2 separate regions of the Sus scrofa genome follow, and region 1 is linked to region 2. Evidence: chromatin contacts called from public Hi-C data. All regions are on one chromosome and are shown on one strand. The core of a region is the stretch at or near the end of the contact, and the rest is flanking DNA. Distances in the headings are between cores, read along the strand shown. Region 1 has its middle 69 kb from the start of VAPA. Region 2 overlaps LOC106508392 (a long non-coding RNA gene).

The links. Hi-C and Micro-C count contacts between places; a contact is called where the count stands out from the background.
Region 1: a contact with region 2 is called in a Hi-C map of liver, with 5 times the contacts expected there. The contact joins two enhancer-like sites. A contact is called at or near these places in 3 of 5 promoter capture datasets (fetal liver, fetal skeletal muscle and liver), 7 of 47 Hi-C or Micro-C datasets (embryonic fibroblasts, liver, mesenteric adipose tissue and 3 more) and 2 of 2 datasets of contacts at active chromatin or transcription factors (alveolar macrophages and skeletal muscle).

What each region holds. Positions count from the first base shown.
Region 1 is chr6:98,182,417-98,188,531 of Sscrofa11.1, forward strand. No RefSeq gene overlaps it. Among named protein-coding and RNA genes, the nearest start is that of VAPA, 69 kb to the right of the region's middle. Within about 2 kb of position 1,480, at least 1 of the 83 cell types and tissues checked has an H3K27ac peak or open chromatin away from gene starts, as enhancers often do. A contact at or near this core is called in liver, where this site is marked.
Region 2 is chr6:97,978,735-97,984,491 of Sscrofa11.1, forward strand. It overlaps LOC106508392 (a long non-coding RNA gene), which reads left to right. Exons shown (of 3, transcript XR_002344996.1): 2 at 3,752-3,819. Among named protein-coding and RNA genes, the nearest start is that of NAPG, 6.6 kb to the left of the region's middle. Within about 2 kb of position 3,072, at least 3 of the 83 cell types and tissues checked have an H3K27ac peak or open chromatin away from gene starts, as enhancers often do. A contact at or near this core is called in liver, where this site is marked.

The DNA.
Region 1 (6,115 bases), core at 230-2,729, 200 kb after region 2:
CAGATCTTAAAAGTGCTCATCACAAGAAGAAAATGTGTAACTGTGTGGTGATGAATACTAACTAGACTTACTGTGTGACCATTTTGCCAGAAGCACCAGGATCGAATCACTGTGTTGTACATGGGAAACCGGTATAGTGTTATATGTCAATTACAACTCCATTTCAAAAGTGAATTAACATGGTTCAAGAAAACAGCATTTAACAGTTTTTATACTAAGTCAGCACCCCTGGAAGGGGGCATTTTGGACGCCTCACTCCGGCTGGATCTGCAGCCTGGACAAGGAGGGAGGGGACAGGGAGACCAGGCCTGGCGCAGGCAAGAAGAGGCCATCAAAGCTCACCTAGAAAAGAGAAGCTGGGGTCTCCAGGATCTGGTAGTGGGGCATGAGGGGGGCCCTAGTCTGGCCCTGGTCTCCAGCACAAATGATGATGGCACATATACTGGGAGGGGACCGTGACACAGAGGCCAGGGGGTGGAGCAGGTTGGGGCAGGCTGAGGTGACATATCCCGGGAATATTCTACTGGAATCATCCTGCAAAGAGTCTCAGGTGAATGTGAGGGGCTGTCCACGCTCCAGCAAAGGGGAAGGAGGAAGGGATCGTGCAGCGAGAGAACACGACAGAGGACAGACCCTGGGAAGCCCCAGCACTGAGGAGTGCTGCGGAGGCCACCTGCACCCAGAAAGACATCAGAGACAGAAAGACGTCAGAGAGACAAGGAGGGGCCGGCATGGATGCCAAGGGAGCAGAGAACTTCCTGGAGCAGTTGGCCCATAGCAGCACCGTCCAGACTAAAATGAAATGCCAGCCTCAGAGGTTCTGTTTAGCATCCACCTTAAAAGAAAATCAAGGAGTTCCCTGGTGGCTCAATGGGTTAGGGATTTGGTGTTGTCACTGCCGTGGCGTGGGTTTGATCCCTGGGCTAGGAACTTCCACATGCCACAGGTGCAACCAAAAAATGAAAAAAAAAATCAAAACAGGTACAAATTATTTTGATAATAAATTGTGCTTAACCCCATGTAGCCAAAATATTATGAATTCAAAATGCAATCAAATAGAAAATACTGAGAGATTTTACACTCTTCTTTTTAAAACAGATCGCAGAAACCTACCGTGTATCTTACCCTTCGGCCCATCTCCATTCAGACACTACATTTTCTTCAGAAATGCTTGCTCTGAATGTACATTTCAGAGCACACACAGATGAAAACACTAGCCACACAGACCCACGTAGCTGCAGCCATACTGAAAAGGTTTTCAATGACCATTCAAATTTAAATTTTATATAATTCAAATTAAACAATCTATTTTCGTGGTGCACTGGTGCAGTTTCAGTGGTCGCTAACCATCTGCCCAGTTGCTGCCCTTCAGAACAGGGCAGTGGCCACCCGCGGGGCCACGGAGCACATGACCCAGAGCAGGAGGGAAGCCCAGAGCTCAACTCGGGTGCAGCCAGGGCTTCAGTGGCTGTTGGTGGCAGCACACTGCGGTGGAGGCAAAGGTTGAAGAAAAGGCAACAAAACCAACCTCTGGGACATTGACTCTGTAGGGACGGAGAGACACTGGGTGGAACCCACTGTGGGTCAGAATTTTTCTATAAGACGGAGCATTAGGAATGTTGACTCGGGGAAGGAACAGGCCTGGACGAGACTGCAGGAGAGGAAAATCAGGGGTGCGGTCTCTGAGGCTGCTTTTCTCCAAAATCCGTTTCAAGCTGCACGTGATCATCAAAGTCTCAACAATCAATTTTCCTGAAGGCCTCCTGTGTGCTGGCTGTACTTCCTGTGTTATCACACATAATCAACATGTAATTACGGCATCATGCATCTGCTCTGAGGAGGAAAGCAGAGACTGGATCAGTCACTGTTAAGTTGCAGTTGGAACTGACCTGTAACCATGGTGGGATGGAATCCCCGAGGCGGAGGCTGCCTCTGGGGTCGTGGGTCTGACAGGACAGGCATCCCGTCACGTCTGCACTCTCTTTGGGCTGTGGGTTTTGCTTGCTCGAGTGCATAACCGATGCATAGCAGCTTCTGACACAGACGCAATGTCACAACAGACAGGATGAGGGCGATGTTGAGAGGGACCCCCATCACAGAGCCTGCAGAAAATGCTGCCCATGACCACCTCTCCCAGGACGGGGGGAAGGGGTATGGCGAGGGTCCACCTGTGAAATCCCCTTATTTGTCCAAGGTGATCAAATCGTGTGCACAGTCCTGTGAGACACTGATTCCCCCCACCGATGGCTGAAAACCATAAGGAAACTGGTTTATCTGAACCAGCCCTGCAGAGAGACCACAGATGCAGAAAACATGTCTGGCCCACTTCAAAGACGCTGTGCATGTCTTAACCACCAAAGGAAAGAATTCCGAAAAGAAAGCCATAAATAAGCCTTTAGGGGGGAAACTTTCAGCATTTTGGACCACTCTGTTGAAAGGCAAACTTCTTCCTCCTTTTTTCTTTTGCTGATCTTGAGCCAATAAAGCTATTGACATAATTTTTTTTTAAACTGAGTACTAAATACAAGTGGATTTAAAAAAAAAAAAAAAGTTTATCCATCTGGGATCCTGGTGCATGAGAAAGAAGGCAGTGACCTCATCTGGTTTGCAGAATTCCACTGCTCGTCAGCTCCAGAGATTGGGGAGGGGCTGGACCACAGAGGCAGGTATCACAGGGAGATGCCCAGGTGAGGTGAGTCCCAAGGTTCACCTCTTCTAGGGTCATTCCATGGAGAGGACTGGCATCATCTGTAGGGGTCCCCAAACACACCCCGCCTTACACAACACACTTGACTTGGGCCAAGCAAAGCTCTGAATGCGTCACAAATTTACATATTTAAATGTCTTTCATCTTCACAGCAGCCTTTAAACATGAGGATACAGAAGCCCAGAAAGGTTAAGTCACTTGCTCAGAGTCACACAGCTCAGAGGGGCAGAGCCTGAATCTGACCAGTGGCTTGGCTCTGACATCTCACTCTGACTCACCTGTTCTCTGGGCTGTTCCTGCATTTAAATCAGGGTGAGAAGGGAGCTGACGATGAAGGGAGATCCCTCAGACATTCAAGCTAAAATTCCAACCTGCTCACCTGACTGCCAGACGGAGGCCATTTTAGGGGCCAAGACTCTCCTGAATAAGGGCTGGAAACTTCCCCAACTGATATTTACATAAAGTGCTTCTTGCTCTCACCCCCAGACACGGGCCTTCCCACATGGTGGTGTGCACCGGTCATCAGTCCCCTTTACCCCAGTGTGAGAAATAATGCGGCTTCTTCATTTGTCGGGTTCCTGTGGAAGGTTCTTGCTGCTTAAGGAGCCAGGGAACCAGGATCATGATCAAGGGTGAGCTCAGCAGAGAGGGTAGCAAGGTGGAAACCAAGGCCTTTGGGGTGTCCGCTCCCTGGAACAAATGACTGGCCAGGTGCAGGCCGGCTCCTCAGTGCCAGTGCCCAGGGCAGACGGGGATCAGTGAGGAGAATAAAAGAAACTGAACTCCAGCCTCAGAAAACCCAAGAACTTGCTCAAAAACTCCTCTCCCCAGAACAGTCAGCTTTCTGGATTCGAGATGGCAAATCCCAGGAAATGCCAGCACCAGAAAGCCTGGAAGTTCTAGAGCTATGCCTGACGTCAGAGGGAGCCAGCCTCCCAGCTCAGCCAACAGCAGGGTCCCTCATCCTGGAAAGGAGAGTCAGCCCCTGGTCCCATGAATGCTGGGCTTAAGGCTGGGGGCTTATAACAGCCCAGGCCCCTCCTCTGCCGCCAGGTGGATGGATGACAGCAGGGGCACCTCACTGGCTCTGCTTTTCCTGGTCTCCGTGACCTGTCCTGGTAATGTGCCATCCTTCCTCATTTTGTGAGGGTGGCTGTGAATCCTCAGAACATTCAACAAACAGATGTGCAAATATAAATACCAAACCCACTGCAAAATATCCATTTGTATGTTAATTTATTCAGCCTTCAGTAAACATTTATGGAGAGCTCACTGCAAGCAGGCAATCTGGAAAAGATGTGTGGATTTGTAGCAACTTTGAATTATTTATAAGGCATCGCCTTCATTAACATGAATAACTTCATTGACCACATTGGGGCCTTTGGGCAGGTCACCCTTCTCTCTGCCCAGGTACCTAAAAAGCCCCCAGGGCCTTAGCTAGGTCTGGTGGTGAAGTACCAGCCCCTGCCCACATACACACATAGGGATAGAGTGGGCACAGGTAGTTATAAAAGTCCCAATAAGAGACCACAGATAGTGAGGGAAATCTAGGGGATGTTGGGAGACCACTGTAAGTTATTACCTGCTCAAGAGCGGGCGTCAGAACAAGGCAGGCTTGCTCGACTACAGGTGTGACGATTGCCTCAGGTCGTTGGTGGGGATGGGATGAGGCCTACATTCAGATTCAGACCAAGGGCAGGAGTTTGAGGATTGCCCTTCAGCCGAAAGAGGAAGAGGCCATGCTTTTTGACACCCACTCCCCTTGGATGATAAAACTATAGCCCACCGGATCCTGGATCCTCCGGGCAGAAACTTCCTTCCCTGCCTGCTTGCATCTCTCAGTAGCATCCTATCCTAATAAATCTATTTCTTGCCTATAACTTTGTCTCTCGCTGAATTCCTTCTGTGCGGAGGCATGAAGACCCTGAACTTCAGTGGGTCCAGACACTGGGTGAGTGATTCTAATTCAAAACTGTGGGTTCAAGTCCCAATCAGGGTTTAGGCCAGGTTCAAGTCCTGGCACGTGGGTTCAAGTCCCAGTCTGTGTTCTGGCGAGGTTCAGGACGTTAGTGCTATCAGTTTCACCCCAACATGAGTGGATGGAGGTGGGGGCTAGAGATGGGGGACCTAGCAAGCAGGGCGAGGGCTGTATTTACTATCACTCTTCCAGTCTGGCCTCGAGTCCCTCTGCCTGGGTACCTGGCATGGACAGTGGGGGCACCATTTGCAGGACACGTGCGGGGCTCCTGGGTGAGGCCACAGGCCGTCCCACTAGGGGTACACATGGTGGCCTCGTTCATACGCTGCCAGTGCCTTCTGCTTCTGATGTTCAAAGTGTACAGCCTCAGAGTATCAGCTTATCTCTGAACAGATGGCGGTGTGAGATCTGAAATTACCAGGAAGACCACCTGTGAGGTAACTAGTCACTTTCCAAAAAGGCCCACGGCCACCAAGTAACATCTTTAAGCTGCAAGCTTTCTTTAAGTGTGGTTCAATTTAGGACCAGACTCCGATTTGTAAAGCTGGAAGAAGCCTTGAAAGCCAAACGTTTTACTTTACAGTAAGAAAAATGGGGCCCAAAGAGACAGGGTGACCAGCCCAGGGGCCCAGCTGCTTGGCAAGCAAGACAGGGACTTGCACCATCAAGTGTGCACCCCTCCCAAAGCACATCCAGCCTCCTACAGCAATGCTGTGCCCCTGCCATTGCACACCCCACTTCCTAGAGCAACGCTGTGACCCCCCCATTGCATACCCCTCTCCTAGAGCAATGCTTACAAACTACATCCATAAATTGGTAAGTGCGTGCATGTGGGCATATTCTTTGCCAAATCATCTTCCCCACTTGTGTCACTTGATACAGAAGCGCAGAGAAGTGGGGAGGCCAACTGAGAGCTGGAGTCTAGTCCCAGTTCCACAGGTAACCAACTGTGTGACCACAGGCAAGTGGCCCAACCCCTCTGGACTTCTTTTCCCTCGTGTATAAACTGACTGAAGTTCAAAGCCTTTCCCATCTCCACTAGCCATAACCGAAGGGGAAAAGCCTTGTAGAGTCAGCCACATGTCATGAGCAAACAGAATTAAGGAAGGGTCTGGGCTGAAAACTGCTGACAATTTGGTCTGAATCAAGGGGTGCAGAGCTTGAGTAAAAGAACAGCCCATTCATGCGGAGAACCCCACCCCCAACCCCCTGAGGTGTTTGGTGGGCAAGGAGGGGAGCCACCAGGGAGGGGGACTAGACAGTTGGAGGAGGCGGGGGGGGGTGCCCACCACAGAGCCCCCAGACCCCTGGCTGCTGCACCATGATAAGCTGTCAGTCCCTCTGCAGCGCCCCGACCCCAGTCAAGGTGAGGAGACCTGGTTGTTGCACTTTGGACCTGAGCCTTGATTCTGAGATGTGAGAAAGGAGAA
Region 2 (5,757 bases), core at 1,822-4,321:
CACCCAGTGCCTGTCACTTGGGCCCTTATCAAGTTCACAGCTGACCCGCCAAGGCCCATGGCTCAGAGCACAGCAGCCTTGTGGCTCCTGTCCTTTGTCCATTCTCTCCAGAGCACACGTTTTCAGAGATGTGGGCAGAGGATACTCTGCAGCTCACAGGGGACACTGAAATCCCTGGCAGCTGAACCACGTGGGTGCTAAGGGCTTTGGGGCTGCAAATCCCCGAGAGCCTGAGCACATCAGGTGCAAGGAGAGCCCCACGGCTCCCTAGGCTGCACGTCCAGGAACCGCACCCAGCTGTGTGCTGATCTTCATGTTCCCCGTAAATCCCCCTGAGCACCCACACTCCATGGGCAACTAAACACAACTGGGGTAATGAGGGCATGTGGCCTGAGAAACATCAATGCAGCAGTTGATGCCCAGGCTTGGGGGGTGGGGTTGAGAGCACCCCCCAGCCAGGCTCAGGGCTTCCCAAGCACTCGTGGTCCCCAGAGCCCCCAAGAGACCTTATCTTTAGGTCACAGGTATTTAGGCAACACTTCCAATGATGGCTGGCAAGGCACTGGTGATATTAGGAAATGAAGCATTCTTAATGGAGTGAGCATCTAGCACAGAATCCCGAGAAACAGTACATGCCAACTCCCTAATCTCTCCAGCCTGGGCCCATCACTGTCCACCCCTGCTGTACCGGCACCAGCTCCTGCAGTGCCGCTGGTCCACCTGCTTTCTGATTAGTCACTGGCCTTGTTCTGATCTCTATGGAATTCATCAGCACCCTGCAATATGTCCCTAGCGGGTAAATACTGCGGTTACCATGGCTTCTGCAGGTCCCCACTGACAGCAGAAAAGGTAGCAATTCCAGGGCTTGGGTAACCACCCCCTGGCCCTGTCTGACCCCACCTGCTCTGCTGATGGCTGGGACAGCGCTTTGTCACCCCCAGAGATGGGGGGATGTGGGGAGGAGGAAGGCGAGGATGGCACAGCCCAGAGGTGATGGAGGAAGAGGAACTCGGCCTAGAGTTCGGGGGGAGGGTCCTCTGCTCCAGGATGTCACGTTTCTCACAATCCACCTCTGCCTCTCAACCTGGGGGCCTCTAGATAAGCCACAGTCACCAGGTAACACAGACCTTTGAATGATGTGCTCTCCCTTCAGTTTTTGCAGCTGCTTGGAAAAGGGACAGACAGCTATGAGCAAAAGTCAAAAAGCAAACATGAGGGAGGGGAGACTTCCAGCCAAGACTCCGCATCCCCCACAAAGCTGGGGCCTGACGCCAAAGCTTCTGCCCCAGGGGCTCTAGGCAGCTCCACCTGGGCCTCCAGGGCCCCAGCCTCCTCCACCCACTCTTCCCCAGCTCCTGCTCCGCCCCACGCCCTCTTCTTGTTTTCCACATTTCTGGTTTCTCCTGTTTCCACCTCCCTGGGGCTCACAGCACACAGCTCCTTGTCTCCCCCTGGCCAGACCCTGCCTCCCATGCTGACCTGTGTCCAGGCCCTGCTCTCCACTGGACCATAACCCTTGGAAGGACACTCCCCACGTGGCTGCTCCTGCCCCCAGCTGGCTTTGTGCCATCCACCAAGTGACGTCCTGGGGACAGAAGGACCAGTGAGTTGTGATGTCATCTACACTGAGAATTGACATGGTCAGATGGGAAGTTTGTCCTCCTCCACGAATAGTTTCCACATCGGCAACGATTCACTCTGACTCCCCCCATTTCTGGGACTTGGTGCTGACACTGCAGAAACCAGAGGAAGACCAGTCTGGGGTGGGGGTGGCTGCAGGGAGAGCCCGCAGGGACCCCTGGACCACCGCTGTCACTTCAGGTCCAGAGCCTGTCTTCAGAACCTTCAGCATTCACAGCTGTAGGACTTTGATGCTGCCATCCTGATTCAAGACCAAGGCTAGACCTATAATTTAGCTAAATTCCGACCAGCAGGCAATGTCTAGTTTAAACTCCAGGGTGTATCTTTGATATTCAGAATAGGCTTTCAAATCAACCTCCTTACTGACATATAATCTTATATATCTTATGTATTAAAAATACAAATGTATAGAAATGGAAAGACTTAGTAATGTTAGCTTTTCCTTTATCAAGTTATCAAGACTCTTCAGCTATGGCTAGAAGCCCTCATTGGAAGCACAGCCCCTGCCTCTGCTCTGTCCTCCATCCCAAGTCAGGTTTGGCTGAGCTGGTTCTCTTGACTCCCAGGGGTCAGCTTCGGCTACCTGCTCTTCAGGCACTGATGAGAAAAGACATGGATCCTCACAATTGGGGTGTTTTGTTTGTTTGTTTGTTTGGTCTTTTTGCCTTTTCTAGGGCCGCACCTGCGGTATATGGAGGTTCCCAGGCCAGGGGTCCAATGGGAGCTGTAGCCACTGGCCTACGCCAGAGCCACAGCAACTCGGGATCCAAGCCGCATCTGTGACCTATACCACAGCTCGCAGCAATGCCAGATCCCTAACCCACTGAGTGAGGCCAGGGATCGAACCCACATCCTCATGGATGCTAGTCGGGTTCGCTAACTGCTGAGCCATGATGTGAACTCCGTGGACCCTCACAATTGTTGCTTGGACTACATGTGTGTGATTTTCTCAGACAAGATTATTTTTTCAGCCCCCTTGGGAAAGGATTCCTTCTGTTTCTTTGGCAAGCATTGATGTCTTCATATGGAGGGGCCTTATAATTACCTTTTACTCCTGACAGTAGTTTTAGATGGAGAGTGAAAGTAACATTCATCTTCAGAAAAAAAGTCTAGATGTTTTAGACAGAACCAAATATTCTGAGTTGAATCAAAAAGCAGTTTTGTGAAGCCAGGGTTCTGCGACCTGATTGCCAGGGCTATGATGAAATCTGTTTACGTTCAAATTTTGTAATAGCCTGTAACTTTGAATTCTGTCTGGGGCAGTTTTTAATAAAGCCAGGCCTTATGGCTGGTGAGAGAAACCAGACAGCACATTCAGTGTATACTTACTCACCCGGCATGTGTTTGCAAAGGACTGGGGACCATGATGCAGGCATGACAGGGGCTTGGCAGGATGGTCCCTTCCCTCGAGGACTCACTTGGTAGCAGAAGTGATGGCTATTAAATAACATTTAAGAAATTACAAATATGGGAAGTGCTACCAAGGACAGAGAACTTGGAGTTCCCCTTTGTGGCTCAGTGGGTTAAGAACCCAACTACTATCCTTGAGGGCGTGGGTTAATCCCTGGCCTTTCTCAGTGGGTTAAGGATCTGGCATTGCCATGAGCTGTGGTGTAGGCTGCAAATTCGGCTTGGATCTAGCATTGCTGTGGCTATGATTTAGGCCGGCAGCTGCAGCTCTGATTTGACCCCTAGCCTGGGAACTTCCATATGCTACAGGCGTGGCCGTAAAAAGACAAAAGAAAAAAAAAAAAAAAAAAAAAAAAAAAGGACATAGAACCTGTTGGGGGCAGCAGCGGGGTGATTATGGAGGGTGGGCTTAGCTGTAATCTCAAAGAGCTCAGGAAAGCATTAGGGGATGAGGTCCTAAGGAACAGGATGCACCAATGGACAAGGGAGCCTCTGAGACAGGGAACCTGGTGTCATGAGGTCCACCTGTGCTTCAGGTGGTGTGGACCAGGCCCTGAGGATCCACCTCCCAAACAGAGGATACTCCCGGGCACAGGTCATCTGAATTCTGCGCAGTTAGCAGGAGAGGTTGAGGAATAATAATAATAGAATTAGGAGGAAATAAATGTCTCGGTAACTCTGGTATTTTTCCTATCTGAAGGCTGTCCCTCAGAGTGATCGGTGTCTGAATGATGGGTATTCCATGTGGGTACAGAGTGATCGGCTATTGTAAGTATAAAGATGAACTGGGGGAACACTTTTACTGGGAGAAGGAAATGGAGGATGGGGGTGACTGGAAACAGAGAAAGAGTCTAATTTGGGTTAACTCTTGGATCGTAAGCAGTTCCAGGGAAGGGCTGGGTGCTTCGTAATACTTTGACAAAGTGAACAGAGCCCATCCAGCTGTGCCCAGCTTGTGTCTGGTGATGAACTCGGTCCCAGCTCTTGCTGGTGCAGAAGGAGAGGAGGATGTGTGGACACTCTTCTAAATTCACTTTGAACTCATTCAGGGGCCACTGCCTTCTGTTTGGGAGCAGCCTGTGACCCAGCCAAGAAGGAACCTCCCAGCAAAACCTGGGACAGTAGTTTGTAAAACAAAGAAAAAGCTTTGTGATGCAACCCACCCCCCCCCCGCACCCACACACGCAGGCACTTACATATACACCTGCTCACACACACGGAAACACACACATCTCTTAGACAGAGCAGGGATTTCCTATAGAAGTTAGCCTGGATTGAGGACTTAAAAAACCCTCTGTAAGAAAACAAGGAAGAATTGCAGAAAGAGAGAGAAGCCATCAATGACAGAGTGGTATAAGGACGTGATTTGTGGCCGAGTGAACTAAAACTTCTACCCTTGGTATTGCTGATATTATACCTGGGCTCTGAGAGCCAGCTGAAGCTGACTCTTCAGGAAGAAATGCCACCAAGGGCTGATGTAATTGATCAGGAGTGGACTGTTCAGGCAGGAAGCATCCTAGGGGAAGAGAACCCAAAATGAGTCTCCACTACTAAACATCTTATGAGCAAGCTGGGGTGAAGGACATGGACTGCCTTCAGTGGAGAGCAGAGGTCGTGGGGCTGGCCACATCAAGACTCACCAGGGGTGGGGACAGTTAGGTGAGCTCCCTGATTGCCAGCCCTCCCTCACCCCCTCCCCACAGCAGGATAAGCAAGGACATCCTTGGATAAACAAAAAGAGCGGGGCCCCTTCCACGTGGAGGTTGCATAAAAATGGTTTTGCTATAAAAATGTAGAGCAACTTAGGGATTTGAACTTGGATAGGCCTGGAGGAGCATCCTCTGTGGGCAGACTGCATGTTTGGGCATTTAGTGAAACACCTGATGATAGGATCCTATAATTATGGGAACCCTCTGGGGACAAATCATTAGGACTCTTTGATGGGAATGCAACCTTGTGTTTACAACTTGAGTAACCAGGAGACAGTCTGCCTTTCATTATCACGTAATAACCTCTCACTTTTATGGGAAGTTACTTCAGTTCCTTAATTAGATTTAACTGAAGGATGAAAGTCCATTTTTGCTACACAAAGCCCAAGAAAGGAAGCCCCCTGTGTTTCACACAGCAATTGATCATGAAAGCCACATAGTTCAAAGGTACACACAAATACGAAAATTATGTTTTCTAAAGCTCCCTGGACCAGTGAAGGGTAACTTCAGATGGACCCAGGGTTTTAAATTTAAGTAAAAAGTTCTATACTGGGGCTAGATGTGGGGCAGACCTGCAGAATGCAACACGGGCATTGGGCATCATTATGTGTCTTCTAACATACATAGCACCCAGCTCAGCAGAGGGCATGTAAAGCTTGTGGAGCTTCCAATGAAATGAGTGTGCTAGGTCCTGGGAAATAAACTGGTGGATTCTTATTTACTGAATTTTTTTCCCAAGGACAATATCTCTCTGCTTTTTCCTGAGCAATTCATTTGTTCAAGTCCTCTGAAAAATGTTAAGTCACATTACCTCTTTGGCTTCTGGAAAGCCCGACATTAACTATGGCTCCCCTCCATGGAGGGACTCAGATTTGCCAGCATATCCTGAGAACACCCAGGGCACATCTGGATGGTTTTTATTTTTGTGGCCTTCGATTTTGTTTGCCCAGATGCACACAGCTATTTTTATACTCTATTTGGTCTTGTTGAATTGTAG